Regions from separate parts of the Sus scrofa genome. Here region 2 is linked to region 1. A link is a contact called in public HiChIP or PLAC-seq data. All regions are on one chromosome and are shown on one strand. Each heading gives the region's core, a stretch centred on a gene start, on an enhancer-like site or on the middle of the called end of the contact. The rest is flanking DNA. Distances are from core to core; before and after follow the strand shown. Region 1 overlaps ACTR1A (alpha-centractin). Region 2 overlaps SUFU (suppressor of fused homolog).

The links. HiChIP or PLAC-seq counts read pairs in DNA pulled down with a chosen protein or histone mark.
Region 2: a contact with region 1 is called in an H3K27ac HiChIP or PLAC-seq map of alveolar macrophages. The contact joins two enhancer-like sites. A contact is called at or near these places in 1 of 5 promoter capture datasets (liver), 2 of 47 Hi-C or Micro-C datasets (embryonic fibroblasts and heart right ventricle) and 1 of 2 datasets of contacts at active chromatin or transcription factors (alveolar macrophages).

What each region holds. Positions count from the first base shown.
Region 1 is chr14:113,476,961-113,484,223 of Sscrofa11.1, reverse strand. ACTR1A (alpha-centractin) reads left to right here. Exons shown (of 11, transcript XM_001928877.5): 7 at 196-288; 8 at 867-1,041; 9 at 1,146-1,207; 10 at 1,862-1,902; 11 at 2,197-4,028. The coding sequence ends at 2,299. MFSD13A (transmembrane protein 180) reads right to left here. Exons shown (of 9, transcript XM_013983694.2): 9 at 5,525-6,335. The coding sequence ends at 6,073. Among named protein-coding and RNA genes, the nearest start is that of ACTR1A, 18 kb to the left of the region's middle. Within about 2 kb of position 4,138, at least 9 of the 83 cell types and tissues checked have an H3K27ac peak or open chromatin away from gene starts, as enhancers often do. A contact at or near this core is called in alveolar macrophages, where this site is marked.
Region 2 is chr14:113,626,730-113,633,977 of Sscrofa11.1, reverse strand. It overlaps SUFU (suppressor of fused homolog), which reads right to left. Exons shown (of 14, transcript XM_021072750.1): 14 at 5,914-7,248. Among named protein-coding and RNA genes, the nearest start is that of TRIM8, 7.1 kb to the left of the region's middle. Within about 2 kb of position 4,322, at least 60 of the 83 cell types and tissues checked have an H3K27ac peak or open chromatin away from gene starts, as enhancers often do. A contact at or near this core is called in alveolar macrophages, where this site is marked.

The sequences.
Region 1 (7,263 bases), core at 2,889-5,388:
TGGAGCAGGCGGGAACGCAATCCTAAGTGCTACCCAGTGAAGGCAAGCCGACATCTCCCCGCTCCTGCTTCAGGGCAGCAGCTCTAGGGCAGTCACTGTGATGGGCAGGTTTTGGCAGCAGCACATCACTCCCGGGGACTTGGACCAGGTACCTGCCAGGTTTCCTGTCTGTCTGACTCGTGCTTGGTTCTGCAGAGAGCCTGCTACCTATCCATAAACCCCCAGAAGGATGAGACACTCGAGACGGAGAAAGCTCAGTATTACCTGCCTGACGGCAGCACCATTGAGGTAGGTGGCCCAGCCTCTCTCCCTTCAGGCCCCTCCGGCCCCCAAAAGCTCTGGGCCCAAACAGAACTCCCCACGGGGAAGCTGAAGTTGGGGGTACCAGGCCTTTTGAACCCTCTGCCTGGAGCACCGTAGCTCTTGAGCAGCACTGTCTCTAGCAGGGAGAGACGCCAGGGACGTCGCTTCTCTGTGTGCCGGGATGGGATTAGTAAGGGCAGTGAACAGTGCTGTCCTTAACCATGGGCACAGTATAGCGTGAGTGGCCTCTCCCTGGACGTCCAATGACAGGAAGAAATTTCCATGAATGAATGAATCCATCTATTAAGTCTCTTGGCTGGAAAATGCCAGAGCTGGGATTAAACGTAGGAGCGTCCTTTCTCTAGTTTTCCAGCAGACCTGTTTGTCCCCTGCTTGTTCCCAGGAGCCCTCTCTTTGGTCCTGATCTACGAGGCCTTGATGGGCAAGGTCTTCCTGGCCACCTGGCCACGAAGCGATGGGCAGAGGGCCTTCTTCCATCCCCACCCCCAAAAGGACTTCCGTCCCCCACCCCAGCCTGAGAAGCTTGCCCCCCCACCCTGCAGATTGGTCCTTCCCGATTCCGGGCCCCTGAGCTGCTGTTCAGGCCAGACCTGATCGGCGAGGAGAGCGAGGGCATCCACGAGGTGCTGGTGTTCGCCATCCAGAAGTCTGACATGGACCTGCGGCGCACGCTCTTCTCTAACATCGTCCTCTCGGGAGGCTCCACCCTGTTCAAAGGTTGGTCTTTGCCCTCGGCGCCCTGCCCGCGGAAGCTTCCACAATCCTGCCAGGCCCAGACACCCAGAGAAATGACGCGAGAGTCTCCTTTCTTGCCCATTCAGGTTTTGGTGACAGGCTACTGAGTGAAGTGAAGAAACTGGCTCCAAAAGACGTGAAGATCAGGGTAGGAGCCTGCTGGGGGCAGGGGTGGGGCGGCGGCTGCTGTGGAACCGGGCCTCCAAGGGTCTGGAGCGCCACCTGGTATGGCCTCCCCTCTTGCTCCAAGCCTTTCAGACACCGCCAGGTGGCTCCCAGCTTCCACACTGTCCCTGAGGCCTGCCAGAGGGGAGGCCCCCCCCTCACTCACCCTCTTCACAAAGGGGGAAGGGGGCTAGGCTGAGGGCCCCACATGTGGTCTTTCAGGGAAACTGTAACACTGACAGGAGACTGACTTTGGCCGCTCCCCTGTGACACAGCTCAGCATCGTAGAGACTGCTGAGCAGAGCCCGGCCTGCCTGAAGAAGGAGGGGTCCTGGATGGAGGAGGGCAGTTCCTGCCGTGGAGTCTGCTCCCCTCCAGCCCCCGGCAGACCCCGATCTTGCCCCCAGGTGGCCCCAGCTTCCCTGGGAACTATAGATACCTAGGGCTGCCAGAAACCTACTTCTCCACATGAGCATCTGGCTGGCTGCAATCCCCCCCAGAGAGTCCACAGGGTCCAGCCAGCCCTGAAATGCAGCCGCTGCCTTCGGTGGTGAGAACTGGCCACAGAGCTGTGTGTTGGAAGGGAAGGGAGGGGGCGGGTGGACGTCTCAGATGCCTCTTGCCACCCACCTTGCAGATATCGGCACCGCAGGAGAGACTGTATTCCACGTGGATCGGGTGAGTAGCTCTTCTGGGAATAAGAGCTGAACTGGAAACAAAGGCATTGATTCCCCCTCACCACCCCATCCCATTAAAGGAAAGCGGGGTAAGGATCTGCCATGGGCTCTGCTGTGGCCCAGGTCACTGCCGTGGGGCGGGTTCAGTCCCTGGCCCCGGAATTTCCATGTGCCATGGGCATGGCCAAAAAAGAAAGTAAAGCCTGAACTGCTTTGGCCAGGGGGACTGGCTGGCTTCACGAATACCCACTCCCCTTCTCTGACAAATGTTCCTTTTGGATTTCCTCCACCCCAGGGGCTCCATCCTTGCCTCTCTGGACACCTTTAAGAAAATGTGGGTCTCTAAGAAGGAATACGAGGAAGATGGTGCCCGATCCATCCATAGGAAAACCTTCTAATATTGGGACATCATCTTCACCTCTCTCTGAAGTTAACTCCACTTTAAAACTCGCTTTCTTGAGTCGAGGAACTGCCTGTGTGTATGAGTGTGTGTGTGTGGGTGTGTGGGTACGAGTGTGTGCGCATACAAGAGTGCCGTGTGGCCCGGGGATCCCAGGGATCCCGGGGCCCAGAAAGGACGATGAACTACCCACGATGGTGACGGCCTGAGACCTGGGGTTGACCACTAACTGGCCCCTGACAGGGAAGAGTGGCTGCCAGAGGGCCCCACTCCGTCAGCTGGGCCTTTGTCTGGCTGTGTAGGGCTGTGTTGACTACCATGGGGAGACAGAGGGAGGTAAGCCCAACCCCTGGGAGACCTTGCTGCTGCCCATCCTAGGCTGGGCCAGTCCCACCCCCACCCCACCCAGGGTGCCCTGCAGCCCGAGGCAGCTGCTGCCTCCCCTTGCTCATCATTCTGCTCTCAATGCCTCTGGATCATGGATGGAGGCCTGGGGCCAGGGTTGAGTTCTGTCTGGTTTTGTTGCAGTTTGGGTTTAGAAGGCTGGAGAAGCACTCCAGCAGTTATTACTGAGACTTTGGGGTCAGAAGGGGGCAGGATGCCCTCAACTTCACCTGGGGACCAGGACCACACTGGGCATTTGAGGTGGGCAGGAGTAGTGCTGCTTCTGCTGGTGGCAAAGTTGTTGCTCCAACTCCAAGCCCACTTCCAGTGGGTCTCGGGAGAGTTTCAGGAGCCTGTTGGCCCCAGGCCCTGTCACTTGCTTTCCATCCATCCTTGGGCAGTGCCATCTTCAGTTTTATTTATTGAAGTGTTTGTTCAGTACAGGGCCTGGGGAGAGGGGGCTCATTGCCTCCCACCCACCAGGCACCCTGTTCACACTAATGTTTACAGCACCTAAGCTTAGCACAGTGTCCAGGGCCCCGCCACTCCCTGCTCACGGTGAACTGACAGTATCCATAGGCCTCAGGACCACATGGGGTCAGAGACTACACTCAAAGTCACTCCAGCCTCTTTCTTTCTCCCTCTTCCACTTGCTCACTGCCCTGGAATCAACAGACTGGTTGCTGGTTGGATTTTCTGAAGCAAGAGCTAGAATCACCCTTTAGCAGAGGCTCCGACCCAAGGAAAGGTGTTGGGGATCCAGCCTCCTTAGGAATGGAGAAAGAGCTGCAATTAACCAAGTGGCCTTTTCCCACTCTAGCTGACCCGGTGGGGGGGGACTAGGTTGCAGAGGTGAGCAGGCTCCCCCCCAAGGCCGATTTATGCCATTCTTGTCTTTGGACTTGCTTGCTTAGGGAGGGAGGGGTCAGACCAGAGGGCCAGGAGCTGATGGGATCAGGCTCACCTCCTCTGGTCCAGTAGGACCAGGTGCCTTCACTGGACTAGGCTGGCCTGGCAGTGGTCCCAAGGCCCTTCAGCTCGGCTGGTACAAAGCTGAGGCCAGCAGATCTTCCCCGGCACCCTCACCTGTGACACTAAGACCTGCCCTGATCCCAGATTCCAGGCAGTATTCTCCCCCATGCCGTCCAACGACCAAAGGCCCTGCCAGGTGTGGGCCGCAGCAGCAGGTGTGTGTGAAAGCGATGTGGCGACCCGCGGACTGCAGTGTGCTTAACCAGCTCACCTCCCTCCTCTTAGCCCAAGCCTGTCCCTCGCACAGCCTCGCACAAACCACGTTGCCTGGTGGGGCCCAGTGTACTTAAATAAAGTTGTTCCAATAGACACATCAGCTGTGCCTCTGTCTGTAGGCCGTGCGTGCAGTGTGGACTGCAAGAGCTGAGGGCCCTGAATCGGAGGTGAGGACTGGGCCTAGTCTGTCCTCTAGAGGGCACTGTTGCACCAGCCAGACTGGGCCAGACCTTAGCCCAAGTCCCAGCCTGTCAGGTGGATGCAGAGAAGATGGTGTTCACAAGGAAGCCCAGAGGCCAGGTCGGGAATGGAGGGTCCCAACCCTGTGTACAAGCCCAAGCCCATGGATGAGACTCCAGCCCAAATGAGGGCACCAGCTCTTGACAGCTCTGAAGTCAGGAGCTTATTAAAATGCAGTTTCTGGGGGAGTTCCCATCATGGATCATCGGAAACGAATCTGACTAGCACCTGTGAGGACGCAGGTTTGATCCCTGGCCTTGCTCAGTGGGTTCAGGATCCAGCTTTGCCGTTAGCTGTGGTGTAGCAGACGTGGCTAAGATCTGGCATTGCTGTGGTGTAAGCCAGCCGCTACAGCTCCAGTTTGAGCCCTAGCCTGGGAACCTCCGGATGCTGCAGGTGTGGCCCTAAAATGACAAAAAAAAAAAAAAAAATGCAATTCCTGGGGCCCACACTCAAACTGATTAATCAGTTCTCCATTTTAAACCTCTATACTTGGGGGGTTGGGGGTGGTAAATTGCCAGGCACTTGACAAATGTTAACCCCACCAAGTGGAGGTATGTTCGTTATCCACTCCACAGATGATGCAATAGAGCCACCATAGAGGGATTATCTAATTTCCCAAAGCTCTGCCCTTGTTAGCTAGAATTTGAACCCAAGCAATATAGCCCTAGAGCCTACATTCTTAGCTGCTAAGCAGACCCTCCCAAATAACCACTGGCCTAGAGCAATGCTTCCTCATCAAGGACAATTTTGCAACTCTAGACACATGTGGTAATATCTGGAGGTGTCTGGGCATCGTAACTGAGCAGAGAGCCTACTGGCATTAAGTAGGCACAGCCCAGGAATGCCGCTAAATATCCACAACAAAGAACCACCCACCCCCCCAAAAAAAAGCTACCCAGCCCCAAATGTCTATAGTGCTGAGGGTGAGAAACCCTGGCCTAGAGCAGAAGTTCTCTCAGACCCAGCTGCACAGAAGAATGACCACAGAGCTTTCCAAAACCCGAGTGCCTGGGCAGTACCCAGACTATGAAATCAGAATCTTGGGGAAAAGAACTCAATACAGCATTTTAGGAAGCTGGCCAGTGACCTCTGGCCTAGAACCAGCCACTCTTCCTGGCCTACCCCATGCAAGGGAAACCACTGGGGTCTCGACCACAGGCCTGAAGGTTGTTTTGCTCCCAAGGGCCCACACAGCTCTGGAGGGGTCTGCCAGCTCTCTCTCCTACTTCAGTGAATCTGAGGTGGGTGGCTCTCTGCTGGTCTTCGAAAATGCTCTCAGGCCGCTGTTCCTATTAAGGAATCCTGTTCCCCAGCCCACCGCTCCCACACACAGCACGGACCTCAGGAATGGAAGAGACATGACTGAGTTTAATCAGTCTGTGATGAAATGAACCTCATTTAGAGGCTGGGTGGGGATGGGGGGGCCCTGCGGCAGCTGGGGCCATGCTACTCCAGGCATAGCTGAAGCAGAGAATTCTGAGAGAAACCACTGGAAGGGGCTGGTGGCACTTAGAGTCAGCTTCCCCTGACTGGGAGAAATTGGTTCCCAAGCTCACACAGCTCCAGCCCCAGCCCATAGGGGGACAGGCCTCCCTTCCCCGCAGTGACCCCATGTGGCCACAGGGCGGCCCCATCCCTTCTTGGCCCTCTTCTTCCCCTCCTCCTCCTCCGGAGGAAGCAGGTCCCTGAGCACAAATGGCCCAGCCCTTGCCCAAGCTGGGCCAGACAGCTGGGCAGGAACTTAGACCTCAGTGACGCTCCTGGCTCAGTCCCAGGAGCTCCCACTCTGCCATCTGTCCTCCAGGCTGTACCGCAGGAAAGCGGAGGAGCAGGACACTGGGCTGGCTGCCCAGGGCTGCAGGTAGTGTCCTCAGTAGGGTGGCCTTGCCGCATCCATCACACTGTCTTAACATCCAGAGTCTGGGCCCGTGCCAGGTTCTGGCGCTGGGCTTTGACCATGTGCAGGCGTCTCCCGTGCAGCGTGAACTGGGACCAGGTGAACAGCTGCAGCAGAGCACAGGTGATGGGCACCAGCACCAGCAGGTAGAAGCAGCCCTGGCGGAGCGCGGGGGCCTGTGCCGGGGGTGGGGCCGGGGGCTCTGGCCAGGGCTGGGCACTCCCCACAGGGGTGAGTGGAGGCTGCTGGAAGAGATCGTGACCTAGGACAAGAGAGCCCGTAGAAAGAACAGGTCAGCCCCAATGTCCTCCGAAGTCCACAGTGCCACATCTCAAACGTCGCACATGCATGTCCAAACCACAACTCCTTTTTTTTTTTTCGGTCCTTTTAGGGCCACACCTGTGGCAATATGGAGGTTCCCATGCTAGGGGTCTAATCAGAGCTGTAGCTGCTGGCCTACGCCAGACCCACAGCAACGAGGGATCCGAGCCGTGTTTCCGACCTGCCTCACAGCTCACAGCAATGCCGGATCCTTAACCCACTGAGCAAGGCCAGGGATCGAAACCGCAACCTCATGGTTCCTAGTCAGATTCATTAACCATTGAGCCATGACGGGAACTCCTTCTTTTCTTTTCTTTTTTTTTCTTTTTTTTTTTTTTTTTTGCAAACCACAACTCTTGATTCCTCCCCCGAACTTGTTCTTGTTCTCCCCATTCCTCCCTTTTTTGGGGAATGGCGCCACCATCCCCTCCATGTCTTCCTAGATTCCTCAGTTAATTTCACCACTCCCCAAGAGCCAATCCATCACCTCTCACAACTCCCAAACACAGCCCAAACCCAACACTGCTTTTCAGCCCCCTGTACCACTTGCTCCAAGCCTCTGTTGCCTCTGCCACAGCCTCTGTACAGTCCATTCTCCGCACAGCAGCCCGAGCAGACTTTACAACATGTAAATCAGAATGTGCCACTGCCCCTACTTAAAACCCTCCCAATGGCCTCTCTGCAGTGAGAATAAAATCCAAAGCCTGCCCAGACCAGCAGAGCCCTCTTCACTCTTCCAGCCTCATCTCAGAATGGCTCCTGATAACTGGGGCCCCTGTGCCTGCTGTTCCCTCTGTCTGGGATTTGCCAAGATCTTTCTAGACCATTCAGTTCATATCCTGGGTGTCCCCTCCTCCTTGAAGAGAACT
Region 2 (7,248 bases), core at 3,073-5,572, 150 kb before region 1:
AGGGGCACACTCATGGCATATGGAGGTTCCCTGGCTAGAGGTCCAATCGGAGCTACAGCTGCCGGCCTACACCACAGCCACAGCAATGCCAGATCTGAGCCACATCTGCGACCTACACCACGGCTCACGGCAGGTAATGCCAGATCCTTAACCCACTGAGTGAGGCCAGGGATCAAACCCACAACCTCATGGTTCTTAGATTCATTTCCGCTGCACCGCGATGGGAACTCCATGTGTCTTTTACTACTTTGCATTCCCTTACATGGGAGGTCTTGTGCTGAATGAATGACTGAATGTAAGCATTCATATCTGAGTGAATAAACAAGAACAAAGTAGCTTTCAAGCCCTCATCTGCAATTCCATGCTCTAAAGATGGTACAAAGAAGCAAGGCCTAGATTGGAGGGTCCTTTTCTGCCGTCCTCACCAGTGACCTCCTAGGACAATCTAAAGGAGACTGCTAATTTCTCACCTTTCTAGTTAGCTATTCTTAATTTACATAATACTCTTTGGTTTTCTTCATATCTTTCTAACCACAGACTTCTCCAATTTCCATCTTATAAATGTTGGATGTGGCTCCAATTTGACCCCTAGACTGGGAACCTCCATATGCCGTGGGTGCAGTCCTAAAAGAGAAAGAATAGTCTATAAGGAGTTCCTGCTGTGGCATAGTGGGATTGGCAGCATCTTGGGAGTGCTGTGAGGCAGGTTTGATCCCTGGCCCAGCACAGTGGGTTAAAGATCTGGCATTGCCACAGCTGTGGCTTGGGTCGCAACTGCAGCTCAGATCTAATCCCTGGCCAGGGAACTCTATATGCCGTGGGTTGGCCAAAAAAGCAAATAAGTAAAAAAGAGAGCGAGAAGGGCCTATAAGACCTGATGACAGATTGAATGGATAAGGAAGGTTGGAGACAGGGAGATAACACATTTGCCTCTCTGATCCTTGGCTTAGTAACAGCTGACAGGTCCACTGACTGAGATGGGGAACATAGTGAAGGGGCAGCAGATTGGAAAGGGAAGAGGATGAAGATTTTAGTGTCCAGTACATTGAGTTCAGGGTACCTAAATGTACCCTGAACTCAATGTGGGACTTCTGAGTGGAGAGCATAGTTGGCTACATGGATCTGCAACCAGGAGGGTGAGGATCTGAGCAAGGGACGGACTGGGGAGTCATTAGTATATAGACAGTACTAAAACCTTAGGATTAAATGAGGGAGCAGGTGTAAGTTAGTAAGAAAAGAGCAGGACTCAGGATCTGAGCCGCATCTTCCACCTATACTTCAGCTCATGGCAACGCCGGATCCTTAACCCACTGAGCAAGGCCAGGGATAGAACCTGAGTCCTCATGGATACTAGTCCGGTTCATTACAGCTGAGCCACAACAGGCACGCCAACCCTTCTCTTAAATATCTCTCAGATGATCCACTTGAATACTAGTTGCTCATTTAACGTCATCTTTGCTTGGAGGAATGAACGGCTCAAATGCTACTCCTCCAAACTGTATTGATTTCTTTTTTTGTAAGAAATTCTTTTTATTATCTATTTATTCATTTATTTGGCTGCACCCGTGGCATGTGAGGTTCCAGGCCCAGGGATTGAACCCAGGCCACAGCAGTGACAACACCAGAGCCTTAACCCACTGCACCACCTGGGAACTCCTGAAAATGATACTCAGTTCTGCTCCCCCTTGACCTGTTGCTCATGCAGTCCTCTCCTTTTCAGTGAACATCCCAGAGCCACGCGCTCATAAATCTTGACTATGTCTTAACATCTCCATGACTTCACCACAACCTCTTGCCTGGTTATTTCAGTAGGTACTAACTGGTTTCTCTGTTTCGGCCCTTGTGTTCTGGAGTCAATCTCAGCAGAGGAGCCAGAGCAATCTTTGAAAAATATGTCAGATGGTGTCACCCTTCTGCTCACTCATCCAATGCCTTCCCACTTCCCACTTATAAAAGGCAAAGTTTTATACTTGCCTCCGAGTTCCTACACAATCTGGCCACTGTATAAGTAATCTCTTATCCTCTTTCTCTCATTTCCGCTCCAGCCACATGGGCTTCCCGCTGTTCCTCATATACACCTGGTGGGCCTCTCATCTCTCACCCCCAGGCTCTTTGCATTTGCTCATTTCTTTGCCAGAACCAGTCTTCCCCTAGATGTCCCTACTGCAGTCTTCTTCCTGTCATTGAGATCTTTGGTTTGCAGGACACCTATGCAGTGAGGCCTTTCCTGACCTCTGTATTTTATTTTTTTATTTTTTGGTCAGGCCTGTGGCATGTGGAAGTTCCTGGGTCAGGGATCAAACCTGCATCACAGCAGCAACCTGGGTTGCTGCAGGGGACAACTTTGGATCCTTAACCTACTGAGACACCAAAGAACTCCAGGAGGGGTTTTCTGTAATACTGTATCTCCAGTGCCAACAATGGGAGCTAGCACATAGCAGGTGCACAATAAATGTTTGTGGAATCAATGAATGAATCCCATTCTCTCCGTTCCTACTGCTTCTACCCTAGTCTAGGCTTCTCCATCCAGCAGACGAGGGTGGGGGACGGTCCCACTGTGGAAGCTGGATGACTTAAACCATATACTCTAGGCAACCTGAATGCTATAGTTGCCAAGAAGAGTTTTGGGGTTTTTGCCCCTGTTGTTTTGTCTGCCTAGAGAGGTTTTCGAAGTACAACACCTGCCTTCTTTTGCCCAATTCATCCTGAAGCATCGGATTTTGTCTTGGATGTCATTTCTTTCAGGAAGCCTTTTTAAATCTCACAGACAGGGTTGGGCAACTTTTCTGTGTCCATACCCTAGCTTAGCCCTTTAATAAAGGGTTAATGCAGAGTTTCCAGTGTGGTGCAGTGGTTAACAAATCCAACTAGGAACCATGAGGTTGCAGGTTCGATCCCTGGCCTTGCTCAGTAAGTTAAGGATCTGGTGTTGCTGTGAGCTGTGGTGTAGGCCAGCGACTACAGCTTCTATTGACCCCTAGTCTGGGAACCTCCATATGCCATGAATGCGGCCCTAGAAAAGACAAAAAAAAAAAAAAAAAAGTTAATGCTAATTGAATAATTACTACGTGCCAGACATCTCATTATATGTGCGTATTATCACATATAATCCTTGCAAAAACTCTGTTAGTACCCTTTTTTTTTCTTTTTGGGGTCACACCCTCAGCATATGGAAGTTCCCAGGCTAGGGGTCAACAGCTACAGGCCTAGGCCACAGACCACAGCAATGCCTGACACATACTGAGTGAGGCCAGGGATCATCGAACTTAGATCCTCGTGGATACTAGTCGAGTTTGTTACCACTGAGCCACAATGGGAGCTCTGAGTACCCGTTTTTATTTTTATTTATTATTTATTTATTTACTTTTCTGTCTTTTGTCTTTTTAGGGCCGCGCCCGTGGCATATGGAGGTTCCCATGCTAGGGGTCAAATTGGAGCTGTAGCTACTGGCCTACACCACAGCCACAGCCACAGCCACTTGGGATCCAAGCTGCGTCTGTGACCTACACCACAGCTCATGGCAATACCAGATCCTTAACCCACTGAGCGAGGCCAGGGATCAAACCTGCAACCTCATGGTTCCTAGTCGGATTCACTTCCGCTGAGCTAGGACAGGAACTCCCTGAGTACCCATTTTTAGATGAAGAAACTGAGGCACAGTTAACCTGTCTAAAGCAAAACTGATAAGTGGGAGAGCTGGGAAAGCAGGTTACTGCCCTTCTCTTTTAAGGCTCTTCTTGCAATTGTTTCCTGGTCCGTCTCCCCCCATTGCAGTATGAGCTTCTAAGGCTGGGCCTGTGTCCAGTGTCCCAGCCTATGACCGAGTGTCTGCCACATGTTTGTTGAAAGGACGAGTGAACATATTTTCAAGTTCTCAGCATTCCCACAGTGTTATTATAGCGGCTCAACAATGCTCAGGTGCCCTCCCTCTGTCTTGTCAAGGTTGAGACCTGAGGCCCCACTCCCCTTCCTCTCAGCGCTCTCAGGACTGTACTGCGATGGGGTGTGGGTGGCAGTGGGTGAAATTGGAAAAACAAAGGAACAGCGTCGCTGTTTTTAGTTCTCTGGCTCCAAGGAGGCCACTGCTCTCTTCACAACCCCCACAAGGTCTCCCTGGCCCGTTCCTCAGCGAGCTAAACTCACACAAACCTCGGACCCCCACCAGGAGGCTTCTGGCCCTGCCCCCATCCTGCCCTTAGCTCTCTCCCGAAGACTTCCTGCCGTGGGGTGGAGGAGGGGCCGGCTGGTCCCACCAAACCCCGTGGAAGGGGCCGCCCCTCCCAGACCACATCCTGCCCTGCCCTGCAGTCTAGGGACACTTCTCTCCCTTCTCCTGCCCAGCTACTCACTCCCCACCTCGGAGCCAGGCAGGCCGGGTTGAGTCACTCTCTTCCAGCATGCATTTTCCTCTTGGTCAGGCCAGTTTGGCAAATCTCTCAGGCTCCCCAGCCCCTTGGAGGCTCCTCTTGGAGCCTGAGGTCTCCGGTCTCGCTCCCTAGGGTCCCTGATTGCTCCCCGCCCCCCATAGGGCAGGGCGGATGGTGAACACTGTACAGGCTTTGGGAAGGAGACAACCAAGGCCACGTGGCCTTCTCCCCTCCCTAAATGCACTCTCTAGGCCCTGGAGCCCTTCTCTTTCCAGAAACAACCCCAGGCGATTCCAGTCTCCCAGAACCACCTCAGCACAGAATCTCCCTATCTTGCATTCTCTGGGGCAAGAACTTCACCCTGACCCTGGGTCCTTCCAGGCTAGTCAGATGAGGAGGATTAGATAAGCACCCCGCCTCCAATCTCCTAGGAGAAAGGGGGAAGGGGTGTGGCTTGGGCCACCCTGTGTAGTCAGCCTGGCTCCACACCCTCCCAGCTCCCCTGCTCTGACTGCCAGGACTGAGGGCCCCAGACAGGACCTGCGCCACTGCTCACGGGGCCCAGCCACAGTTCAGTAGGAGGTCACAGAGGAAGGAGGAGTTCTGACCACCCCCAGATACAGCTGCTTCTCACAGAGGACAGGGAGGGGACACCCTTCCCAGGAGCTGACTTCTGCTCATACCCTCTGTGATGCCCCCAGGGCCTCTGCAGAACTCCCTGGGTGCTACAGCTCCATCCCGAGGACCTGGAAGAAAGGGCCCTGTCCTCCCTGGGACAGACAAACAGGCCTAGAAGGAAGGGAAAGAATACGTGTGGGCCCAGAGGAGTCCTGCAGGTTCCAGGACCCAGTCTGGGTGCAGCCCCCCTCCTGCCTGCCTCCAAAGCCCCAGGCTATTGCCTCCTTCCCTTCCAGCAGTAGGCTCCGTTTTGCCACACCAGGCCCTGGAGAGACAGGAGTTGGGTGATCCACCTGCCTCCTCACCCAGACCAGGCCCAGAGAAGTTGATAGGAAGGGCAGGCTGGCCTGTGTCCCCCAGTGTGCTGGTCCTGAGGCTGCCCCTCCATCTACCCCCCAGCCGTGGAGTAGAAGGCTGATTACAGGTCTGGTGAGGGGAGTTCTGTCTCTGGCTCTAGCTGAAAGGGGCATAAGAACTACAAACTGGACAGGAGAAGGCCCACCTTCCCAAGGGAAAAGGACTTGTGTGGCGAGAGGAGGGTAGGAGAGTAATGAAGCAGAAGAGAGGGCCTTTACCCACCCACTCATCCCCCCAGACCACGTTCCACCTCTGACCTCCTTGACCTTAGAGGAATCCAAGACCAGCGAAAGAGAGCCTGTCCCTGCAAAGTCATTTCTGCATGACTAGAGAGTCACCGGCTGCGTGATCCTGCTTCCTTGGCAACCCCTCCACTCCCAACACCAGTCTTCGAGGTCTTTCCACCTCCTGGCTTCTTCTAAGTGGCTGAGTCCTACCCACCCCCTCTGCCAGGGCCCCAGGCTTTCGGCTCCCCTACTCCAGGCAGCCCCAAAGGAGCACAAGACCCAGGCACTTCTGCAAATATGTTTAATGCACTTAGATTACACAGAGGAAGAGGGGACAAGAAAGAAACGACATCTAAGTGAGTCACCCAAAAATTCTTACAAAAGTCCCAGGCTGGCTGCAGCCCCCAGGAACCGAGTCACCATTGACATTAGAAACTAATATAAAATTTTACAAAAGTCTGCTCATTGCAGCATTCAGGTACTTGTACAAAAGGAGGGCTCTTTCTACAGGGCTCCTGACTTATAACAGGGACCCAAGGACCTCACCTGGCAGAGGACCCGGAAGCCAGAGAGGAAAGACAGCCAGATAAAAAAATAGTCCAGGGAATTCTCTCCCGGTCTGCCCCACAGGGGCACTGACCTTCAGGTTTTTCCCTGCTCTCCACTCAGTCTTAAAACCCAATCCCCAGACCCTGTGTTTACTTTTAAAAACGTGCAAGCCCTTTAGACTCTCCCCCCAGGCTTCCCAATCCCTGCCATGAAGCCTCGCCTTTGGAAGAGGAAGAGAAGCGCACAAGAGGCACCAGCTCCCCAGCCAGACCTGAGACCTGCGTGAGCCTCCCCACCCCCACACAGTGGCCGCGGGGTCTGTGGTCCTTCTGCAGCCCCCACTGGACCCGAGGAGCTACGGGTGTCTGCCTTGTGTAGCAGGCAGACGGCATGGGGAGCCCCTTCCTCTGAGAAGCTTGGGCCACAAGGGATGTGGAGGGAGGGGGTAGGACGGAGCAGGTCTCAAGGAAGCCTGAGGAAGAGGCAGATTTAGGCAGGGAGGCTTCTTACCTCCTCAACTCACTCTGAGGTCAGGGCTCCCAAAAAGTTACAGGGAGGGAAAGAAGGGGTTCATTCAGTGTGCACCTTCCATGTGCCAGGTGCCGTGCTGGGCCTGCCCCACGGTCAGCCTTCCTTCACCCCGGGGAGGGTCCCTTGCTGAGGGGGCTCCCTTGCCAAGAAACCTCTGGAAGTCACCACTGCCCAAGAAAGAGGAGTGCTGGGCAGAGATGGCTGAGGCTCGCCTCTCCCGCAGAGCCAGCACAATGTAGGAAAAGGAGTGAAGGCTGGTTCCAGCTGGTCCTTGGTGGCTCCCAGCACTGGGGTGGGGGTGGGGGGGGCAGGAAGAGGCCACAGGCTCATTGTCCCAGGGCTCACCTGCTTCCCTACTGCCTCCATACTGATGTCAAAGCTTAGCTAGAAGATACCCTTCTCCCCCTGGGCCAAACCAGGCAGGTAGAGGCAGGGCCCCAGAAAGAAAGAGCCTGTGGGTAAGCAGGTCAGGATGGCAAGGAAAGGAGGCAAGCCACTGGCACTTCTCAGCCATGAAGCGTCTGAAGACAAGAGCTTTG